2 separate regions of the Mus musculus genome follow, and region 2 is linked to region 1. A link is a contact called in public promoter capture Hi-C data. All regions are on one chromosome and are shown on one strand. Each heading gives the region's core, a stretch centred on a gene start, on an enhancer-like site or on the middle of the called end of the contact. The rest is flanking DNA. Distances are from core to core; before and after follow the strand shown.

The links. Capture Hi-C pulls out chosen DNA fragments and counts their contacts.
Region 2: a promoter capture Hi-C map of pancreatic islet shows a contact between it and region 1. The contact joins the promoter of Ccdc8 here to the promoter of Ehd2 in region 1. A contact is called at or near these places in 1 of 39 promoter capture datasets (liver) and 1 of 9 other capture datasets (pancreatic islet).

Annotation. Positions count from the first base shown.
Region 1 is chr7:15,965,515-15,970,489 of GRCm38.p6, forward strand. It overlaps Ehd2 (EH-domain containing 2), which reads right to left and starts at 2,021. Exons shown (of 6, transcript NM_153068.3): 1 at 1,906-2,021.
Region 2 is chr7:16,991,176-16,996,150 of GRCm38.p6, forward strand. It overlaps Ccdc8 (coiled-coil domain containing 8), which reads left to right and starts at 2,727. Exons shown (of 1, transcript NM_001101535.2): 1 at 2,727-4,975. The coding sequence starts at 3,413.

The sequences.
Region 1 (4,975 bases), core at 771-3,270:
CAGGCTGGCCTTGAACTAAGAAATCCACCTGCCTGTGCCTCCCAAGTGCTGGGATTAAAGGCGTGCGCCACTATGCCCGGCGGTCTTTTCTTTTTGATATCATGTCTTGTGTATTTCATGATGCACTTGAACAGAGGATAATCTTGACCTTCTGGTCTTCTTGTCTCTACCTCCCTAGCTCTGAGCTTACAGATGTGCACTGGCATGCTGACTTTTATCCTGAGTTGGGGGCTAGAACCTCAGGCTTCAAGCAGGCTAGGCAAGCACTCTACAAACCCAGCTATTCCTCAACCTTACCCACACTGTTTCACGGAGGAAACTGAGCCTCAGGAAGGCATCAGTAGCTTGCACGGGTTCATCGAGCTGGAAAGCACTCCAGCTGGGCTCCCATGTTAGGCCTCAAAGCTTAGGGGGAAAGTTGTCACCAACCTTGCAGTAGTGAGCACCCCTAAAGCCAGACCGTGCTCTCTGTAGTGCCTCAATGCCTTCACGAGCCTGTGGTGTCTGGGTTGATGCATCTCCTGGCTGTCAGTAATAGTCTCTCCCCTTGCTCCATAGGTAGACGCTTATTTTAGTGACTTTGAAGAGCCAGCTTTTGGTCAGATTGGAGTCTCTAACTGTCATTCCTCACAGAAAGAATGGAGGGCTCCTTAGAAGAGCAGCTGTCCCAGAGCTGTGGCTGTGGCTGTGGCTGTGGCTGTGGCTGTGGCTGTGGCTGTGGCTGTGGCTGTGGCTGTGGCTGTGGCTGGGGCTGTGGCTGTGGCTGTGGCTGTGGCTGTGGCTGGGGCTGGGGCTGGGGCTGGGGCTGGGCCTGGGGCTTGGAGGTTAGGAAGGAACAAGCCAGTCTGAGTCAGCTCAAAGGCCACCCAGCACTCAGCCTGAAATGGCTCTCCTTAGCCAAAGATGAGACAATTTTTCCTTTTTTTTTTCTTTTATTAAAAATATTTTATGTGTCTTTATGTATGCCTGTGTTCCATGTTCATGGCCCCTTGGGGGCCAGAAAAGAATTTTGGATTCCCCTGGACTGAAGTAACAGATGGTTTTGAGCTACCATGTAGGGCAGAGTGCATATCTGTAATCTCAGCACTAGGCAGGCAGACACAAGATTAGAAGTTCGGGACCATCCTCTACCTCTACCTCTGGAAGAGCAGCCAGTTCTGACTCTCAGTGAACTCTCCACCACCAGCTTCCTCTCCGACATCCCCGCCCCCTACATTCTCACTATGTAGCTCTGACTGACCTGGACCTATGTAGCCCAGGTTAGCCTTAGACTGAGATCTGCCTGCCTCTGCTTTCTACATCTTGGGGTTCAAGGAGTGTGCCACCATATCTGACTCAAAGATGGGACAATTTAAATATCAAAACAAACAAACAAAACCCCAAACGTTGCAAATCAAAATATAAAATCATTGTGACTTAAAGGAAAAGGGAAGAGTGGAAAGAAAATGGATTGGAGGGGTGGGAGAAATAACGGACGGAAGAACCTGTGACATAGATGAAGAGAGGGAACCCTGGAAATGTCCCAGGCAGGGAGGCAGCTGAGGGGCATCTCAAAAAGGGGTGGCTGAAGAGTCTATGCACTTCGAGAGGCAAGAGAAGGCTCTTGGGTGGCAAGACGGACCAAGGGGAGCAGAGATGGGTGTGGAGGGTAGAAGGCCACTTCAAAGGGGGAGTCTTCAAAGATGAAGGCTGGGTAGGGACTGGGAGAACTGGGGGAGGGGGAGGGGGAGGGGGCTATACGGAGTACTAAAGAGAGGCTGGGGAGATCTGAGGAGGTTGAGGGAAGATTTGAGGAGGGGTGGGGGTAGTCCTGGAGTGTGGGAATTGGGAGCGACTGGGACGGAGAGTGCACAGACTGTTACAGAGGGGAGCGAGGGTGAGAGGTGGGATTTGGGGAGCACTCACCAGGGATCTGGGGAGCGCAGAGCAAGCAGCCCGAGCTCTGTCCTGTCCGCAGTGGAGTGAGACGGGTGGGGCCGCGTGCGCTAGGAGCGGCGAGCAGGGCGGGCCCCAGGCCCCCTGTCCTAGCCCGCGCCAGCCTCGGGCGCCCCCTGGCGGGCACTGTGAAAACGCGCACAGGTTCGAGCGTGCACTCCTTAGTTCAGTGTGAGCCCCATCCTCCAGCTTTTGGCTCCCTCTCTTAGCAAATAAGTTGACAGAGGCTGCAGCAGGCCTACCAATAATTTGTCTGATCATAGTGGTGCATGCAAGTTTGAAGCCAGCTGGACCGCGTGGGGGGGGGGGCGGGGATCCTGTCTCAAAAATAACTGTAACAACAGTAATTTTAAAATCTTAAGTACAAGACGGAAGAGTTAGATGGTCAGCATTTAAGAATACTGACTGAGCCGGGCGTGGTGGCACACACCTTTAATCCTAGCACTTGGGAGGCAGAGGCAGGCGGATTTCTGAGTTCTGAGGTCAGCCTGGTCTACAAAGTGAGTTCCAGGACAGCAGAGCTATACAGAGCAGAGCTATACAGAGAAACCCTGTCTCGAAAAACAAAAGCTAAAACAAAAAAACCTCCACCCCCCCCCCAAAAAAAGAATACTGACTGCTCTTCCAGAGGACTTGGATTCAATTCCCAGCACCCACATTACAACTCACATTACAACACATATTACAACAGCTCACAACTGTCTGTAACTTCAAGATCTGACACCCTCACACACACATGTGCAAAGCAGGCAAAACACCAACACATATAAATAAAAGTAAATTATTAAAATGTAAGTGCACAGGCCCAATGTGGTGGCACAAGCCTTTCATCCCAGCATTTGGGAGGCAGAGGCAGGTGAATCTCTATGAGTTTAAAGCCAGCCTGATCTTCATAGCAAATTCCAGACCAGCCAAAGCTACGTAGTAGAGACGCTGTGTATCTACTATAAAAACAACCAACCAACCACCACCAACACCACCGCCACCAACAAAAACACAAGGGGGAGAAACCTCAAGGCCATGGGGCTAGGGATGTGGCTTAGTTGGTACAGTGCCCATCTAGGATACATGAAGCCCTGAGTTCTATCGCCAGCACAGAATATGCCCAGCACGGTGGTGCAGGCATACACTCTCAGCATCAGTTCATAGACACAGCACACGGGGTGGTAGTTTGAATAAAAATGGCCTCCGTAGGCTCATAGGGACTGGCATTATTAGGAGCTGTGTTTTTGTTGGAGTAGGTATAGTCTTTTTGGAGGACGTGTGTAGGGGGTAGAGGGGGGACATCGAAGTGTCAAATAATCAAGCCAGGCCCAGTCTCTCTCTCCCTGCTGCCTGCCAACCTAGATGTACAACTTACCTCTTCAGCACCATGTCTGCCTACATACCTCCACGTTTCCTGTCATGATGATAACAGATTGAACCTCTGAAACTGTAAGCCAGCCCCAATTAAACGCTTTCCTTTATAAGAGTTGTCGTGGTCATGGTGTCTCTTCATAGCAATAGACACCCTAACTATGACACATGCCTTACTTTATTTTGGCATTCTAAAATAGAGTCTGGACACTAAGTAGCCCAAATTACCCTCACGATTCTCCTGCCTCAGCCCCCCACACACATAGGTGTATGCCACCATACAAAGCAAGCAAACGGTTGCTTTTCTGAAAATGTCGCCTGCCCACAATGACCACTTTCCAGACTGCTGGGATTACAGGTGTGTACCACCATGCCCAGTTTATGGGATGATGGTAAAAAAAAAAACTTAGGGCCTCTTGCATACTAGTCAAGTTTTTTTCTCAATTTATATATATTTATTTACATTTTTAAGATTTATTTTCATGTGTATCGGCAACAGGATGAGAGTTGAGCCTTTCAGAAGGTCTCTCCTGGCTCTGAGTGCCCCGGACAATGATCCACGAAGCCAATCAGACAAGACCTTGTTTTCAGATGTTACCAGTGCATCAACCTAGAAGCCCAGTCCTAGGTATGTGTATGGGTGTGTGGTGATTTGAATAGTTTTGGGCCCTGGAGATTCATGTATTTCAATGCTTAGCTTTAGGGAAAGGCTCTAATAGGAGGTGTGGCCTTGTTGTAGGAAGTGTGTCACTGTGTAGGTGGGCTTTGAGACCTCCTATGCTCAGGCTCTGCCCAGTGCAGAAGACAGTCTCCTCCTGGCTGCTTTCCAACCAAACCAGAACTCTCAGCTCCTCCAGCACCATGCCTGCCTGCGTGCTGCCATGCCTCCCGCCATAATAGACTAAACCTCTGAAACTGTAAGCCAGGCTCCCAACCCCAATGTTTTCTTTTATAAGAGTTGCCTTGGTCATGGTGTCTTTTTACAGCAATAACATGCTAAGACAGGTGTTTGGCCTGCATACTACATATGCCTCATGTGTGTGTACAGTACTTTCATAGACCAGAAGAGGGCACCAGATGCCTGGGATTAAAGTTACAAATGATTATGAGCCATCATGTGGATACTAAGAATCAAACCCAGGTCTTTGGCAAGAACAGCCAGTGCTTGTAACTGGTGAGCCATCTCTTCAGTCTCGGGTCTTGTACAGCCCAGGCTGACCTTGATCTCCTCAAGTAACTGAAAAGGATCTTGAACTCCTGGTTCTCTTGCTTCTACTTCCTGAGTGCTAGCATATACCACCACATCCCTAAGTGTCTTTGAGCTTTATTGACATGTCTGTGTGGGTGTGCTCACGTGAATTTATGTGTAACACATATGTTCAGCAACCCAAAGGGGACCCTAAGAGGGTGTCATATTCCTGGACCTGGTGTTGTGAGCAGCCACGTGGGTGCTAGGAACCAAACCTGGTCCTCTATAAGAGCAGTAAGCACTCTTAACCACTAAGCCATCTCTGGTGCCCCATAAATGTCTTTGGACAGAAAACTAAAACAAGGTACTGAGTGGATGGTTGATAATATTGACCCTAGATTGCCAGGGTCCCAATCCCACATCCCCTGGACCAATGGTTTGGAGCATTTTCAAGCAAAGCCCGCAGTACTATACTGAGAACTGACACCACTGGTT
Region 2 (4,975 bases), core at 1,477-3,976, 1.0 Mb after region 1:
GCACCAACTGCTCTTCCAGAGGTCCTGAGTTCAATTCCCAGCAACCACATGGTGGCTCACAACCATCTGTAATGGGCATCCGATGCTGTCTTCTGCTGTGTCTGGAGGCAGTGACAGTGTGCCCACATACATGAAATAAATATATAGCCAGAGTGGGGGGAGAAATTAAGCCCTTGAACTTTTGATCTTCCTGTCTCGGCCTCCAGAGAAGCCTGGATCACACGATTAGAACCAGGTTAAGAAGATTTTAAAATTAGACCTATTTTACCTGTATGTATGCATGTGTACCATGTGTCTGCCGGGTTCCCCTGGAGGTCAAAAAGAGGCACGGGATCCCCTGGACCTGGAGTTACAGATGCTTGTGAGAGCCACCATGTGGGAGCTGAACTTGGTCCTCGTCAAAGAGCAGGAAGCGCTTGAACTCTCCAGGATCATCTCCAGCCCCATGATTTAGGGTTCTTTATAACCCCCACCCAATGCTTGCTAGACAAATGCTCCCCCACAGAGCTAAATCCCCAACCTCAAGACTTAGAATTCACACGCCACCACTTTTAAAAGCCCTTGCGGGGTGTGGTAGGGGTGTCTTGGCTTCTCTTCAAAGCACCTCTGCTTTGGGGAAGAGGCCTAAGGAAGGCTGGAGGGGCCAGAGGAGGGGCTGCCTCTGTGCCTGCTGTGTGGAAGTTCCCAGCTTCTCCCCTAAGCTCAGCCAGGGCCCCTTGTTGCCTTGGAGACCACTAGTCACGTTCAAGGCCTTGGGCTGAGCAGCTAGAATTCCATGTCGTGAAGAGGAGGAAAGTTCACCTAAGCAGAGCCAGCAAAAGCGTCCTCCCTCCTACCCCCAATGGGGACGTTGAAGCCAGGACAGGACCCAAACAAAGCACCCCACCCCGACTCCAAACCTGAACCTGAAAAATCCTCTCCTGCACCTTCTTTTTCTCCGTCCCCTTTCCCTTTTCCTCATTGCTCATGATCTGCCTCCAAGGTTTTTCTGGGTTAAATAAAATCACAAATGTTTATCTTACTTTAATTTTTTTTTTTTATGATTGTGTGTGTGCGCTCACGCACGCGCGCTCTCGCTTGCGTAACCTTTGCAGGCATGCTTCTTGTGAAGGTTAGAAGGTATCAGATCCCCATCAACTGGAGTTCTGGGTGACTGTAAGCCACTACGTGGGTGCTGGGAACCGAATCCTCTATAAGAGCAGCAAGCGCTCTTAATCACAGAGACACCTCTCCAGCCCCTGGGTCTCTTGTAGCTCAGGCTGGTGTGAGCTCTCTGAAGTTGCGAGTGACCTTACCCTCCTCATCCCCCTGCCTTCAATTACTGCGATCACAAGTGTGCATCCCATGCCTGATATATGTTCTTATATTGATATTAAAGTCACTTCCTTACCTGGCCGTTGTTGTTGTTGCTTAAGCCTGATAATAGTGGCCTACGTAAAGCCTAGTAGACAGAGGCTGAGGCAGGAGGATCCCTGAAAGTTTGAGGCCACGTGGGATACATAAACTAAGAACTGAGGGTACAACATCTCTGTGATCTTAAAGGTTTTTTTATTTTTAAGAAAATTTTTTATTTAAAAAATATATTTATTTTATGTGCTTTGGTGTTTTGATGTATATCAGTGGGGGGGGGGTGTTAAATCCCCTAGAGGTGGGGTTACAGACATTTATGAGCATTATGTGGGTGCTGGGAATTGAACCCAGGTCCTCTGAAAGAGCAGCCTGTGCTTTTAACCATGGAGCCATTTCTCCAACTCCAAGAAAATATTTTACTTTAAAAACGTGTTTATCGGGCTGGGCATGGTGGCGCACGCCTTTAATCCCAGCACTTGGGAGGCAGAGGCAGGTGGATCTCTGAGTTCGAGGCCAGCCTGGTCTACAAAGTGAGTTCTAGGACAGCCAAGGCTACACAGAGAAACCCTGTCTCGAAAAACAAACAAACAAACAAACAAACAAACAAAACCCGTGTTTATCGTGTGTGAATTAATATATGTACAATCTGTGTATAGGGGTGCACATGTGGAGATTGAACAATAACTTTGTAGAATTGGTTTTATGTGGGTTCTGGGATTGAATTCAGGCTTTGGGGAAATGTTTTTACCCATTGGGTTATCTTGTGTGCCCCTTTTTGTGTGCATGAATGTCTTCTCTCTCTCTCTCTCTGTGTGTGTGTGTGTGTGTGTGTGTGTGTGTGTGTGTGTGTGTGTGTGTGTACCACGTATATGCAGTGCTCACAGAGATCAGAAGAGGGTATTGGATCCCCTGGAACTGGAAATAAACAGGGTTTTGAGCCATCGTATTGGTTCTGGGAGTCAAACCCAGGTCTTACATAAAGGTAGCCCATGCTCCTAACCATTGAGCCACCTCTAGTCCCATCCCCTTAATTTTAAACGCACGTTCATAATTGCAATAGCCTTCAAAGGATTTGAGCCATCAGCACTCGCACCTTTTGGGCTTGCACGTCTAGGATGGCAGGTTGGGGGACCCGTTGCCTTTTGGGAAGGATGATGACGTGGGTTTTGGCTGCAGCTAAGGGAAGCCCTGGCCCCATTGAGGCTCTGGGGGGCAGCCACACCTCTGTGGGGGAGGAGAGGGAGGCTGCCCTGAAGGGGAGTGGACAGCCCCGCTGCCAGTCTTCCCAGGCTTAGAGTGTAAGATGAGAAGGAGAAGGTGGGCCTCACCCAGGAGGGGAGGGCGCCCAGAAACTTCCTGCGGCTCTCAGCTCCACCACAGACTGAGCGCAAGGTCAGTTTGGAGCGGGTGGCAGACTGCCTGGGGGCGGGAGACCCTCCTCGGGGCTGGGCGGAGGCCTTTAAGCACCTCGCCATATTGAAAGGCCACGCTGAGCCGTCTTTGTCTGCAGAGTCCTCCCAAGAACTTTCAGCTATATCCTGGTGTCTGGGGCAAGGGAGAAGCGATCGGAGCTCGTGGGACCCCAACTTGGAGCCGGGACACTGGCGATTCCAGTTTGGACTGAACTTTGAGCCTCGGGAATGAGCGTGCTTCAGTTCATGTAAGCATCCTGGAAAACTGCTTGCTACAACTCCGAGGGGGTTGGGGAAGCCAACTTGGACTTGTTTCCTGAAGAGAAAATTGTAGGGAGGAGACACTCTGTGCGAGCAGAGTTGCTAGGACTGTCCACCGCCCCCTCCCCAAGACTAGCAGCCAAGTGTCTGGGCTTTTTGCCCCCACTCGAGCGTCCACGCTGGAGATCTTAAAGACTCTCGAAAAAAGCCACGTAGGGGGATGGTTCCCCTGGGGCTTCCTTCCGTCTCCCGATTGCCTGATCCTCTGGAGTGTCCCCGACGTCTGCAAAGATGTCGATCTGGACGTGTTAGTGGAGGCCTTAAGGCCTGTGGGCACCTTTAAGAAAATCGGAAAGGTGTTCCGCAAAGAAGAGGACTCCACGGTGGGGATGCTGCAGATTGGGGAGGATGTTGACTATCTGCTCATCCCCCGGGAGGTCCGCCTGGCTGGGGGCGTGTGGAGAGTCATCTCCAAGCCTGCAACGAAGGAAGCTGAGTTTCGGGAGCGGCTAATCCAGTTTTTGCAGGAGGAGGGCCGCACCCTGGAAGATGTGGCCCGTATCATCGAAAAGAGCACTCCACACCCACCCCAACCCCGCAAAAGAACCAAGGAGCTGAGAGTGAGGAGAGTCCCGCAGATGGTCACTCCTCCACTTCGGCTGGTTGTAGGTACCTATGACAGCAGCAATGGCAGCGACAGTGAGTTGAGTGACTTCGATACCTCCAAAGTCAAAGGCAACAGGAGCTCCTCCGGGAGGACCAGGAAGGTGCGCAAAATGCCGGTCAGTTACTTGGGCAGCAAATTCCTGGGCAGCGATGTGGAGAGTGAGGATGATCAGGAGCTGGTGGAGGCCTTCCTCCGCCGTGGGGAGAAGCCCAGCGCGCCTCCTCCACGACGCCGAGTCAATCTTCCAGTGCCCATGTTTGAGAACAACCTGGGGCCCCAGCCATCCAAGGCCGACAGATGGAGGGAGTATGTTAGCCAGGTGTCCTGGGGGAAGCTGAAACAGAGGGTGAAGGGCTGGGCACCCAGATCAGGCTCCGAGGTGGGCCAGACCCAGCAGGCCTCCACAGCAGCTGAGAGGGCTGGAGAAATGAGACACAGCCAAGCCAGCTCGGACGATGATAGCTCCAGAAACACAGGAGACCGGAGTGACCAGATGCTGGGTACTAGACGCTGGAAGCCCAAGATCAAGTGGGTTTCCCTGAGACGATGCAGGAAGGAGCAGGTGCCACCCTTCGCTCAGGGAACAGGCATGCCAGCTGAGGAGCACCCAGAGGCTGCAGAGAACCAGGGGGCAGAGGCTGCAGCTAACCAGAGGGCAGAGCCTCTAGCTAGTCCAAGGGCAGAGGCTGCAGCTAGTCCAAGGGCAGAGACTGCAGCTGATCCAAGAGTAGAGGCTGTTGCTAGTCCAAGAGCAGAGGCTGCAGCTAGTCCAAGGGCAGAGGCTGTAGCTGATCCAAGAGCAGAGGCTGCAGCTAGTCCAAGGGCAGAGGCTGCAGCTAGTCCAAGGACTGAGGCTGCAGCTAGTCTCAGGGCAGAGGCTGTTGCTAGTCCCAGGGCAGAGGCTGCAGCTAGTCCAAGGGCAGAGGCTGCAGCTGATCCAAGAGCAGAGGCTGCAGCTAGTCCAATAGCAGAGGCTGCTGCTAACCAGAAGGCAGAGCTTGTAGATAGTCCAAGGGCAGAGACTGCAGCTGATCCAAGAGCAGAGGCTGCAGCTAGTCCAAGGGCAGAGGCTGTAGCTGATCCAAGAGTAGAGGCTGCAGCTAGTCCAATAGCAGAGGCTGCTGCTAACCAGAAGGCAGAGCTTGTAGATAGTCCAAGGGCAGAGACTGCAGCTGATCCAAGAGCAGAGGCTGCAGCTAGTCCAAGGGCAGAGGCTGCAGCTGATCCAAGAGCAGAGGTTGCAGCTAGTCCAAGGGCAGAGGCTGCAGCTAGTCCAAGGGCAGAG